Regions from separate parts of the Triticum aestivum genome. Here region 1 is linked to region 2. The links are chromatin contacts, called in public Hi-C maps. All regions are on one chromosome and are shown on one strand. The core of a region is the stretch at or near the end of the contact, and the rest is flanking DNA. Distances in the headings are between cores, read along the strand shown. Region 1 holds the start of LOC100192135 (GTP-binding protein SAR1A). Region 2 holds the start of LOC123110764 (DNA-directed RNA polymerases II, IV and V subunit 9B).

Region 1 (6,794 bases), core at 3,680-6,179, 450 kb after region 2:
TCACTGGAAGTGGAACTGCCCCAAGTATTTGGCAGATAAGAAGGATGGCAAAAGTGAACAAAGGTATATTGGATATACATGTTATTGATGTGTACTTTACTAGTGTTTATAGCAACCCCTCGGCATTTTAATACTGGTTCAGTTGCTAAGAGTAGTAACTCGAAACGGGAGTTGCAGAATAAACAGAAAATAGTAAAAAGGCGAGGTGATGATGTGTGTTGGAAGTAGTTCCAAGATTGATATGATCATCATCGCACACTCCCTATACTTTCGGGATTAGTGTTGAAACTAAATAAGTGTTATTTGGTGTTTGTGTTGAGCGTGAATATGATTTGATCATGTTTATTGCAATACGGTTATTCATTTAAGTAAGAGAATAAATTGTTGTTCTGTTTACATGAATAAAACCTTATATGGTTACACACCCAATGAAAATGATTCGTTGGATCTCGATCGTAGTGATACACATATTCATAATATTGAAACCAAAAGATGCAAAGTTAATAATGATAGTGCAACTTATTTGTGGCACTGCAGTTTAGGTCATATTGGTGTAAAGCGCATGAAGAAACTCCATGCTGATGGGATTTTGGAATCACTTGATTATGAATCACTTGATGCTTGCGAACCATGCCTTATGGGCAAGATGACTAAAGACTCCGTTCTCCGGAACAATAGAGCGAGCAACTGACTTATTGGAAATAATACATACTGATGTATGCGATCCGATGAGTGTTGAGGCTCGCGGCAAGTATCATTATTTTCTGACCTTCACAGATGATTTGAGCAGATATGGGTATATCTACTTAATGAAACATAAGTCTGAAACGTTTGAAAAGTTCAAAGAATTTCAGAGTGAAGTTGAAAATCATCGTAACAAGAAAATAAAATTTCTATGATCTGATCGTGGAGGAGAATATTTGAGTTACGAGTTTGGTCTACATTTGAAACAATACGGAATAGTTTCGCAACTCACGCCACCCGGAACACCACAGCATAATGGTGTGTCCGAACGTCATAACCGTACTTTATTGGATATTGTACAATCTATGATGTTTCTTACCGATTTACCACTATCGTTTTGGGGTCATGCATTAAAGACAGCTGCATTCACGTTAAAAAGGGGCACCACCTAAGTCCGTTGAAACGACACAATATGAACTGTGGTTTGGCAAGAAACCAAAGTTGTCGTTTCTTAAAGTTTGGGGTTGCGATGCTTATGTGAAAAAGTTTCATCCTGATAAGCTCAAACCCAAATCAGAGAAATGTGTCCTCATAGGATACCCAAAGGAGAAAGTTGGGTACACCTTCTATCACAGATCCGAAGGCAAGACATTCGTTGCTAAGAATGGATCCTTTCTAGAGAAGGAGTTTCTCTCGAAAGAAGTGAGTGGAAGGAAAGTAGAACTTGATAAGGTAATTGTACCTTCTCTCTTATTGGAAAGTAGTTCATCACAGAAATCTGTTCCTGTGACTACTACACCAATTAGTGAGAAAGTTAATGATGATGATCATGTAACTTCAGATCAAGTTAGTACCGAATCTCGTAGGTAAACCAGAGTAAGATCTGCACCAGAGTGGTAGGGCAATCCTGTTCTGGAAGTCATGCTACTAGATCATGATGAACCTACGAACTATGAAGAAGCGATGGTGAGCCCAGATTCCGCAAAATGGCTTGAGGCCATGAGAACTGAGATAAGATCCATGTATGAAAACAAAGTATGGACTTTGATTGACTTGCCCAATGATCGGCAGACATTGAGATTAAGTGGATCTTCAAGAGGAAGACGGACGCTGATAGTGTTACTATCTACAAAGCTAGAATTGTCGCAAAAGGTTTTCGACAAGTTCAAGGTGTTGACTACGATGAGAGTTTTTCACTCGTATCTATGCTTAAGTCTGTCTGAATCATGTTAGCAATTGCCACATTTTTATGAAATCTGGCAAATGGATGTCAAAACTGCATTCCTTAATGGATTTTTTAAAGAAGAGTTGTATATGATGCAACCAGAAGGTTTTGTCGATCCGAAAGGTGCTAACAAAATGTGCAAGCTCCAGCGATCCATCAATGGACTGGTGCAAGCATCTCGGAGTTGGAATATACGCTTTGATAAGTTGATCAGAGCATATAGTTTTAATACAGACTTGCAGTGAAGCCTGTATTTACAAGAAAGTGAGTGGGAGCACTACAGCATTTCTGATAAGTATATGTATGACATATTGTTGATCGGAAATAATGTAGAATTATTCTGCAAAGCACAAAGGAGTGTTTGAAAGGAGTTTTTTCAAAGAAAGACCTCGGTGAAGCTGCTTACATATTGAGCATCAAGATCTATAGAGATAGATCAAGACGCTTGATAAGTTTTTCAATGAATACATACCTTGACAAGATTTTAAAGTAGTTCAAAATGGAACAGTCAAAGAAAGAGTTCTTGCATGTGTTACAAGGTGTAAGATTGAGTAAGACTCAAAACCCGACCACAGCAGAAGATTGAAAGAGAATGAAAGTCATTCCCTATGCATCAGCCATAGGTTCTATAAAGTATGTCATGTTGTGTACCAGATCTATTGCATACCCTACCACTAAGCTTGGCAAGGGAGTGCAATAGTGATCTAGGAGTAGATCAATGGACAGCGGTCAAAATTATCCTTAATGGAATAAGGATATGTTTCTCGATTATGGAAGTAAAAAAAGGTTCGTCGTAAAGGGTTACGTCGATGCAAGTTTTAACACTAATCTAGATGACTCTGAGTCTCAATCTGGATACATATTGAAAGTGGGAGCAATTAGCTAGAGTAGCTCCGTGCAGAGCATTGTAGACATAGAAATTTGCAAAATACTTACGGCTCTGAATGTGACAGACCCGTTGACTAAAATTATCTCACAAGCAAAACATGATCACACCTTAGTACTCTTTGGGTGTTAATCACATAGCGATGTGAACTAGATTATTGACTCTAGTAAACCCTTTGGGTGTTGGTCACATGTCGATGTGAACTATGGGTGTTAACCACATATAGATGTGAACTATTGATGTTAAATCACATGGCGATGTGAACTAGATTATTGACTCTAGTGCAAGTGGGAGACTGAAGGAAATATGCCCTAGAGGCAATAATAAAGTTATTATTTATTTCCTTATATCATGATAAATGTTTATTATTCATGCTAGAATTGTATTAACCGGAAACATAATACATGTGTGAATACATAGACAAACAGAGTGTCACTAGTATGCCTCTACTTGACTAGCTCGTTAATCGAAGATGGTTATGTTTCCTAACCATAGACATGAGTTGTCATTTGATTAACTGGATCACATCATTAGGAGAATGATGTGATTGACATGACCCATTCCGTTAGCTTAGCACTCGATCGTTTAGTATGTTGCTATTGCTTTCTTCATGACTTATACATGTTCCTGTAACTATGAGATTATGCAACTCCTGTTTACCGGAGGAACACTTTGGGTGCTACCAAACGTCACAACGTAACTGGGTGAATATAAAGGAGTACTACAGGTGTCTCCGAAGGTACATGTTGGGTTGGCGTATTTCGAGATTAGGTTTTGTCACTCCGATTGTCGGAGAGGTATCTCTGGGCCCTCTCGGTATTACACATCACTTAAGCCTTGCAAGCATTACAACTAATGAGTTAGTTGTGAGATGATGTATTACAGAACGAGTAAAGAGACTTGCCGGTAACGAGATTAAACTAGGTATTGGATACCGACGATCAAATCTCGGGCAAGTAACATACCGATGACAAAGGGAACAACGTATGTTGTTATGCGGATGTGCATATGATAAAACACATTCCAATATCTCTTTCGTAGAGATCAGCATTAACAACCCCGGAGCAGCAGCGTCGCGCCTCTCAAATATTGTCATCCCAAAAGACTCTGGTCTTCTCCCTGCACCTAGTGTACATCTTCCCTTCCCCATAATTGTCAGCACGCACCTCCAGGCAAGATGAATGGCTTTGTAGGGGAAAGATGGTAGCGGCGGCGCCATGGCTAGGGTTGGTGGCGACGGTGGCGGCGGCACCCTGGCCGGGATTGATGACGATGGTGGCGGCGAGCGAGCGGGGTGGTGGTGGCGGCAGCCCGTCGGCCGCCGTCAGGTGATGGAAGGATGGGAAAGGGGTCGCAATCTGGATCTAAGGAGAGATCGAGAGAAGGGGAAGCATGAAGGTTGATTTTTCATCGTGCGGGTATGCGGGAGGTCGAACGAGAGCGTTTTTTTCATCGTGCGGGAGGGATAGCGATGGGGGCGGATGAAGGACGGGCAGAACGTGGTCCTGTGGTAGGAAAAAGAACACTACTTTTTTTAAAATAGTAGAGATAAATAAATAGTAGAGATTTCACTCCTTACCTCTATATATACTATTTTAAAAAAGAATAGCCTTCCTTTTCCTGTTAGACGGAGTGCTTCATTCAACCTTCCTTTTTTCACTATAAGCATATCATTCCTTGAAACCCGCCTTAATTGACCATCTTTATTGACTTACCAAATAAGCTTATGTTTTCTTTGGTAAGACAATAAGTGACTACAAAATAAAATCCTAAAATATGGGCAGGTAAATAATGGGCAGGATTTGGTAAGCATTTATTTACCCAATCACATTAATATGAACCGGTAAATCACGGGCTAAAATAGTAGAATATTTGTACCCCTTGCAACGCACAGACAAAGGACTAAAATATCAATTATCTTTGAAGAAAAATCAATTCAAACTTCAGAAAATACATGGTGTAACTTTGGACCCAAGGGTTACATTTTTCACATGAAATCCGAAAAGAAAAACCTGGGTGCTTTCTTGCTAGAAACAAAAGGAATCCGCGAGTTGCTGGCCCACGGTCTTTCTCCAAACCACCCAACTCCCACCTACTCCTCTGAGCCCCGGGCCCCACACCGCGCTGTCCCAGGTGTCATTCTAGCGCATCTCCTCCTATTAATCCCCGTCTCAGCGGCGCGGTGGCCGCCACGTCACCAGTCGATCCCTTCCTTCTGCGGGTGCGCGTCGAGATCCGTTAACAGGCGCCCCCCTCCGGCTCCGGCGACAGAGAGGGAGGCCACCGACGGCGGCCGGCGACCGAAGATGTTCCTTGTGGACTGGTTCTACGGGGTGCTCGCGTCGCTGGGACTGTGGCAGAAGGAGGCCAAGATCCTCTTCCTCGGCCTCGACAACGCCGGCAAGACCACGCTCCTCCACATGCTCAAGGACGAGGTCGGGAAAAAACTTCCGCCCTTTCCTTATTACTTATGTTCCTTATCTGATGGATAAGTCGTTTTTTGTGCAATAAGGTTTGGTAGTTTGACGAGGTTTGGAGGAATTGTGATGGTACTTGGATCGGGATGATCCGTGTGGTTTTAGGAATCATTGATTGATCCCTTCCCCTAATATATATGTTCACGCACAGTATCTGTATTTTTAAATTGAAGTATTTTGATTCTATTCGGATTTTAGATTTGGAGACATCTGTGCCAGTAGATGTTCATCTTAGCGTCGAGAGTTCTTGGGGATTTTCTTTATAGACCATTTTCAAACGAACCGTGGAATTTTCACGGTGCGTTGCAAAAAAAAAAATCCATATTCTTTAGATTCGGGTAGCTTCGATCGTATGTGGTAAAAGGGGTTCCCAATTTTGGAAGTAGTTGGTGGATTAGCACCCTGAGTCTTTGTTTCCTGTCGAGGATAGTAGTGGACAGATTTCATTTTGGTAGCTGAGCTGCGTTTCTTTCTTTGAGCACTGGATTGCTTGCCAGATCTGGAAAACTCCCATATAGCACCTTCTAAATTTTGCTTCTTCCAGTAATCCGTGCGTAAAAAGATTGCATGTTGATTTCTTCAATGCTACCATGCTTTTTTTCTTAGAAAAGGACCAGCCGTCCTGGGTACTAGCTACCATGTAATTCCGGGGCATGCAAGTTAGATCTGCTGCAAATGCTTGTTTAGAGAGTTTAGATTTTATTTTAAATTCAGTAAGTTTGCACACTTAATCGATAAAGGGAGGATCTTTTTACTATCCGACTTGGTTTGGTAATCAGTCTTTTAAGTTACTCATGACGATTATGCTCAGAAGCTGGACATAATCAAGTTCAACATAAAAAGCGCATGCCAAATCACATGTTTGTGCTCCTGTTGGCTGAATAAAATCTTACTTGGGTTTGTGTTCCTTCTGGCAGAGGTTGGTTCAGCATCAGCCTACACAGTATCCAACTTCTGAAGAGCTGAGCATCGGGAAGATCAAGTTCAAGGCATTTGATTTAGGAGGCCATCAGATTGCTCGCCGTGTGTGGAAGGATTACTATGCCAAGGTCTCATCTTCCTCTATCTTATCACTCTCTTTACTATACATGAGTTATTTGGTGCTGTTATATCTGTTTAATGCATTTCTTCTCCTGTGGTGTACTCCCTCCGTCCGGAAATACTTGTCATCAAAATGGATCAAAAGAGATGTATCTAGAACTAAAATACGTCTAAATACATCCCCTTTTATCCATTTTGATGACAAGTATTTCCGGACGGAGGGAGTAGTTTCTAGAAATATTGTGCTGTTGTTTGATATGTTTTTCTTTCCATATGAAATACAGATTATAGATACAGTATGACAAAACTTCTATTAAATGTCATTATCAATGGATAGTAGTAGTTGGCACTGATGCACTAGAATATGTCCTAACTTTTGTCCCCACATGTAACACCAGCTGTGCGTTGAGAAATATTTATCAAGTTGTTGACCGGTGGGGTTAGTGCATTTTGAACCACAAGTAGCTGACTCCAGTACTCC
Region 2 (7,015 bases), core at 1,956-4,455:
ACACTGCCAGGGGGTTCCTCTGTAAGGGACATGAGCACAAAATTTGAAGTGCTAGGGACAGATGGTCAAGGACAGTACAGAGAACCATCTAATGTTGATATTGATGATATAGAGTCGATTACAGTACAAGAGAAAGCAGCTGACCAAACTTCAAATGTTGATGTGAAGAACCACATGGTTTTTGTTAGAGCCTATCCTCAAAGTGGACGAACACACCAGATTCGTCTGCACTGTCAGTATCTTGGGTTCCCTATCAGAGGTGATGTGAAGTACGGAGGAGTGATCGAGTGGAACGGTGTGGACTGTGATGGTCATGCGTTGCATGCAGAGAGCTTATCATTTGTGCATCCGGTAACTGGATTGCCCGTCACATTCCGAGCATCTCTCCCTTCATGGGCAAATGAAATTATTTCAACAATGGGATGAAATTCCCTTGACCTTATTGTGATGCATGGCCCTCCAGTCAGTTTTGCTGAAATTTTCAAGCAAGACCAGCATTGAACTGCCAGAAGCACCTCTTGGAGGTCCTCAAGGAGAGCAGCATTCGTCGGTAACCATGAAAGGAAGAATTCTAACAATTGTTTGCAGCTCGACAATGGCTTTCTTAGTGAAGAATCTTGGACGTATGTACTTGTTGAATAGGCTATCACAAGTACTCCTTCCGTCCGGAAATACTTGTCGGAGAAATGCATAAAACTGGATGTATCTAGAACTAAAATATGTCTAGATACATCCATTTCTCCGACAAGTATTTCCGGACGGAGGGAGTACTGGATTATTGTTCTAGCACAGATTTTGACTGTATCCATGAAATTAACTTTTTGCTGTGTAGCATCAAGATGGTTGTTGTAGCAGTATTTTCAGTACTGCAGTTGTAACCATGCACATTGTACCATGGGATATTCAGTTCTTGAACAATATATACAGAGTCTTCTGTTGCACCAAACTTTTAGGATCCAGGTCTGGAGATACTAGAAAAGGAACTAGAGTAGAGGGAAATACACATGAGCTCCACCCCCCTATATGAATATTAAGAAACCTGGAATCTTGAGATACCAAATTTGGGTGCCCCATCTACTCCCGTGTGAAGTTCCTGAAATGTATCCATGGCAAAGAGAATACAGTATGACTTACGATCCATCCAAACAGTTTTTTTTTCTATACATAGGAATTTTTTGTCTTTTTTACTGAGAATACATTTCCTAGATAAACTGCTGAAGGAAACATGTCACCCGTTAAAATGTCCACATCCCCGCTCTCTGATAAACGTAGTGGAACACGGGGATATTCACTCTTGTGTACTCGATTGTTTTCCTCCTGGAGATGTTAAAATGATCATTACCTTTCTGGTGGATATCTGCACTTCCTGTCTGTTCATGGTTGTTGTAACATTGGTTCTAGTACATAGCTGATTCAGTCATCACTGGAAAACTATTTACATAAGAGTTCCATGATGAACTAAAACACAACAGCCGATGTAAATAACAAATATTTGAAGTTCCTCAGCTCATCGTTTGCTGGCATGAGTGAAAATTCAAAACATGTTCCGTTCTTCGTTTTTTATTTGAAAAAAGAGACATGTTTTCTTGAAATTTACTGCTCAAGCTACTGCAGAAGTGCAGACGGGAACAGACCACCAAGTGAAAAATGTCCTCATAGCATCCTTTGATTAATGCAATGGACCACAGGGATAATTTTACCCCGGTGGACTCGGTTGTTTTTTCCTCACGGAGTTATGAAAATGATATGCCGCCTCAATACATCTGAAACATACAGCCAATTCATGCTACTGGGGAAAATATCTCTTGGGAAGAAAGAAAAAACAACTCTCTCAGACTGTTGCATGGGTGGAATCCGTCATCGGTTGGGTGATCGGCACATCATTCTCTCCACCGATGACCGCAGCTCGGGTTGCAGCAGACGAAGAAGAGCGTCATCCCCTCCTCACCTCTCGCGGTGGCCTATAGAACACAGCAGAATCAAGGTGAGGTTCTTGTTCAGGAAGATTGTAGCAATAATGTCAAGTGTCTATAGAACACAACCGAATCAAGGTGAGGTTCTTGTTCAGGAAGATTGTAGCTAAACCTCTGAACAATGTCAACTGTTTGTGTTGGGCTTGAATCTATCAATTTTACCTGGAAGAAGACAGCTTCGCCGTGGCCACAGACGGCACACCGGACTTCCTTGGTGCGGGGAAGGGTGGGGTCGCCGGCGACGTCCTGGAGCACCTGGGTGAACTCTCCAGCGCTGTGGTGCACCACGTTCCGGTAGACACAGTTGTTGTCTGCAACCTCCTGCAGTCTCAGAACGTTTCAAGGTCAAAACAAGAACCTAGCAGCAACTGGCAATGCACTGAACAATTGGCAATACTTGTGTCGCAAGTTGACAGCCTATGCTGCGCACTTGTCTTTCAGTTCAATGTGCTCAAGCTCAGTTCTTCCTCAGACTGAGCACAGCACAACAGCCCTTAATCTACCGACAGACCGTACAATTTTTTAGCATGCCACATTAGTTGAGTCTTTCCTTCCTTTTTCCTACTGGAATGGTTATGCTTGGTGTTAAAAACGCCAAAGGTTTATGCTCTTTTTTTTCAGATTTACCCAAGTTTTGCTGATCCTCTCATCTTGTACAGTAATTTTCAGGACGAGGTGGTATGAGGTGAAGAAGAGGATCTTTGGATGGACAGAGCGGGGAAGAAGAAGAAGAAGAAGAAGTGGTGGTGACCTGGTGGTCGCAGTTCCTGCAGGCGAAGAGGAGCACCTTCTGGTCCCTGTCCTCCTTGGGATACAAGATGTTGTTGCTGCGCCGCGCCCCCCAAAAAACAAAAAAGAGAGGATGAGACGGATCTGCTAGGTCAAATCCAGGGCCCAAACAAGGAAACATACCATTCACGGCAAAACTTCATGGCACTCATGGCTGCTGCTGGGTGGTGACTGAGACCTCCTCCTGTCGGCTGATTCGATGCTTGCCTCTCTCAAATCAAATCAGAGATCTTTGCTACTCTTGGCGTGGAGCTGAGCCGATGCCCTGGCTATCCCCCCGTACCCTTTGCAGGAAAGTGTATGGATTGGATTGGGGGCAGGTCGGTCTCTCGGAGGGGAAGCAAGTCGAGTCGAAGACGCCTTTCACTCTTCGGGGACTGGCTGGGGTGGAGCTGGAGTGAAGTCAAACACAGCGTGCCGGCCTGCCGGGGGAGAATGTCCTTTTCCGATGCCTCGCTGCTTTGTTTGTTTCTCATGCTTCTGCGATGCCACCTGTCTGTGGGGACACCGCACACAACACGTAGAGAGGCAGAGATTTCATGATGATAGAGAAAGCCAACGCCAACGGTACGCTTCCTGGCCAATTTGTTTTTGGCTGAATTTTGCTGGTTTTGTACCCCTGCAGCTGCCTAAAAAAAAGAAACCAAAACTTTGCTCGGTCTTTCCAGAGCTGTACCAGCTGGAGCCTGGAGGAAACGGAGCTGGAAGGATCCACAAGGTCCGAAACCAAAGCGTGTGGTGTGGATACCTTTCTATGGCGGCTCGTCAAAGATTTGTCAATCCTTTAGAAATTTCAGAAACAAGTTAACCAACCGCCTCAAGAAATGTCTTCTCCCTCTTACGAGATGGCTGTGGTTGCCCGTGCATGAACGGGGTCATACACAATGTTATTTATTTATTACTCCCTCTGTCCTAGAATATAAGAACGTTTTTGCCATTATGCTAGTGCAAAAAAATTCTTATATTTTGGAACGGAGGGAGTAAAATTTATTGAAACAGAGGCAATTAATAATTAAGAAGAAGAAAGTTGCCTAGTTAATTTACAGAAAATCGGACGAAAACCGTTACAGATAACTCACGGACTACTCACAAATTACAAAGGGAAACGTTTTGCACCAGACGACCGGTTAAGCGTCGCGCCGGTCGCCTCCCACGACACATGCGTCTTGTGGGGCCCAAGCACCTCTTTTCCCACTTTTGTGACTTATCTCTTCCACCCTGATGCGTGAGACTATCGTCTTCTTTACATCCCCTTTTCCTCCCTCCTTCTGCCATGGCCATCCCTCGATCTCGTGCGCCTTACAACCTCATCCACACATCCGACTGCGCTTGAGCACCCATACAGGGGTCGCGCATGAGATCACTGATTGTCGTGCTCTATGGAGGCGACGAGCGACGAGCTTGATGCTCGTCCTGTGGGGGCGACAACCACCTCGATTCCATGGCTGCACAAGCCGGATCGGCCGCATGGTGGTCAATCGACGACGGGACGCGCTGCGCGCTGCTACGGGGCCATGGTGTCGCGCACTACTATGAGCAGCAGCTTACCAGCAGTGGAGCGGCCCGTCTGCGGCGGAGGCTATTGCATCCAGCAGCGACAAATGCTGGGACCGGCGGTACCGCAGGGGGACGTGCTGCAACCAATGAGTTGCGGTGCTGGAACCGACCGGAGGAATTGCTTCAACCGGCAAGGTTGGTGGTGGTCGGCGATGGCGGTGGCCGCCATGATTTTTTGCTGGAACCACTTTTAATTTTTTCTAGAACCAGCTTTCGATGTTACTGCAATTGAAGAGGATGGTGGTGCTGTCGTCGCATGTTTTTTTGCTACATCAAGTTTTGGCTGGAACCGCTTTCGACTTTTGCTGGATCCAGAATTTGATTTTGCTACATAGGCTAGGATCTGGGGCGGCAACGGACGACTGCTGCTATGTGTTTTGCTGCATAGGTTTTTTTGCTGGAACCAACAATCGATTTTGTTACAACCAGCTGCGGCCGAGCTGGAACCGGCGAGATTTGTTTTGTTTGCGACCATCGGCGAGGGCGCATTTTTGCTGGAACCGTGATATTTTTTTGCTGGGACGGTTTTTCGTTTTTGCTACTACCAGCGAAAACCCCTTTTTCGTTGTTGAAGCTCTTTTTGATGAACACGGTGGTGGAAGCCGGTTTCGGTGGCGAGCTGAGACGGCGACGGCAGGGGCTGCTGCAACAACGACGCCCACATGTTGGAACCAACCGACGAAGAGCTACAAACGGCAGACGTTGAATCTTCGCGGGTAACCGCGCTGCAATCCCAACGGCCGCACGACGAGAGGCGTCAGGCCGGCAGCACGGCAGCGCATGCGGTGGCGCTGCAACGGGAAGATGAGGCGAGGCGAGGTGGTGGCTGACGCGGCGGTGCTGCAACCGGAAGATGAGGCGAGGCGGTTGGCGCGGGTGGAGGTGGCGTTCTCGCCCTCTTCCTTTTTCCCATGCAGGAGGTTGACGAAGGAAGGGAAGGGGTATTGATGTGACTTTTTTTGAGAAAAGGGGATTGATCTAATGGGTGTGCATGTACAGATTGAACTGCTCTAGGCAGACCGGCCGAAAGTTTCGGCCGGCGCGCCGACGCCTATCACTCACCAATTACAAAACACCAACACCACTCAGACGGCCCTTCAAACAAAACAACAACCGCAACACACGACACTTGCACAACACAATGAAACTCCTGATGAGCACACCAAACAACTGCAAAAACTGGGAACCCTCCATCATGAAATCATGGACACCTTTCGAATGTTGCCACTCTTCTCACTTTTGTTCCTCTTTGATTTCTTCTTGCTTGGCTTCTCTTTCGGACAACACTTACTTGTCTTGCCAGATCCAGGCTGATCAGCTACCCATTTCTCAGGGAAATCATAAAACTCATTGAATTTCTTTGTGTTGATGTCGTCAACCAAGAGGCTCCTAGGAGCCGACATCAACATATTGGCCGCATCGACATCCACAACCAGAGGAACCACCGACATGACATCTCCAACCATAGGAACCACCAACACAACATCATCGACCACATGAACCAGCGACTCAATGGACTCAGACACCTTCAGGTGCGCACATGACATAGGCGAAACATGTCCCTGAGGTCACCGGTGAGTTCACCTCCAAATGCTCCACAGAAAAAGGTGAAGCAAGGTTCAGGCAAAGTTCCCATAACTCAGGCATGACCTGCAGCACCAGAACCTTGAGCACGCTGATGGACTCTCCCTCAGTGGCAGGCAACACAAGAGACATCGTCGACGATGACGATGGGTTGTCCCCAACACGAGGGGAGAAACATCCATATAGCTATTTCCCCTCTTCCTTTGTGGAGCTAACATCAGCCACACTAGGAGAGCGTGACGCCAGAGTGGTCTGTGGCATAGCCGGCGCAAGGGAGAGACTGCTCACATTAGCCTCCGCTCGCTCCAGAAAACTCCCAACCCACGCCAGCCAACCCTGCAGTAGCATTGTCTGATCAGCCATAGAGGACTACCACATCACATTGGACAAAGTTATTGAGCCAATGGTAGTAGAGACGACAGACACCCAAGACCCATGGCAAAGCGCCTTGGAGGGGAGCAAAAATTTTATCGGACCTTCACATGAAGCTGGAGCAGGACGATGAACATTACTGAGGACTGGCAGCATGAGAAGGCATGTCAAAGACCTTAGAGGACGCATGGTTTGCGACATTCACACACGAGATGACCGTGATCGAAATATGCCCTAGAGGCAATAAGAAAGTTTTTATTATTATATTTCCTGATTCATGATAAAGGTTTATTATTCATGCTAGAATTGTATTGATCGGAAACTTAAATACATGTGTGGATACATAAACAAATACCGTGTCCCTAGTGAGCTCTACTAGACTAGCTCGTTGATCAAAGATGGTTAAGGTTTCCTAACCATGGACATGTGCTGTCACTTGATAACGAGATCACATCATTAGGAGAATGATGTGATGGACAAGACCCTCCTTTAGCTTAGCATATGATTGTTTAGTTTATTGCTACTTCTTTCCTAATGTCAAATACATATTTATTCGACCATGAGATCATGCCACTCTTGAATACTGGAGGAATACCTTCTGTGTTATCAAACATCACAATGTAACTAGGTGATTATAAAGATGCTCTACAGGTATCTCCGAAGGTGTCTGTTGAGTTGGCATGGATCGAGATTGGGATTTGTCACTCTGTGTATCGGAGAGGTATCTCTGGGCCCTCTCG

The links. Hi-C and Micro-C count contacts between places; a contact is called where the count stands out from the background.
Region 1: a contact with region 2 is called in a Hi-C map of leaf, with 5 times the contacts expected there. The contact joins the promoter of LOC100192135 here to the promoter of LOC123110764 in region 2. A contact is called at or near these places in 2 of 5 Hi-C or Micro-C datasets (both in leaf) and 1 of 1 datasets of contacts at active chromatin or transcription factors (leaf).

What each region holds. Positions count from the first base shown.
Region 1 is chr5B:126,555,898-126,562,691 of IWGSC CS RefSeq v2.1, forward strand. It overlaps LOC100192135 (GTP-binding protein SAR1A), which reads left to right and starts at 4,930. Exons shown (of 3, transcript XM_044531372.1): 1 at 4,930-5,230; 2 at 6,190-6,321. The coding sequence starts at 5,102.
Region 2 is chr5B:126,105,598-126,112,612 of IWGSC CS RefSeq v2.1, forward strand. It overlaps LOC123110764 (DNA-directed RNA polymerases II, IV and V subunit 9B), which reads right to left and starts at 3,206. Exons shown (of 4, transcript XM_044531371.1): 1 at 2,886-3,206; 2 at 2,725-2,800; 3 at 2,136-2,294; 4 at 1,642-1,961. The coding sequence starts at 2,914. The coding sequence ends at 1,881. It overlaps LOC123110762 (RNA pseudouridine synthase 1), which reads left to right. Exons shown (of 2, transcript XM_044531369.1): 2 at 1-946. The coding sequence ends at 426.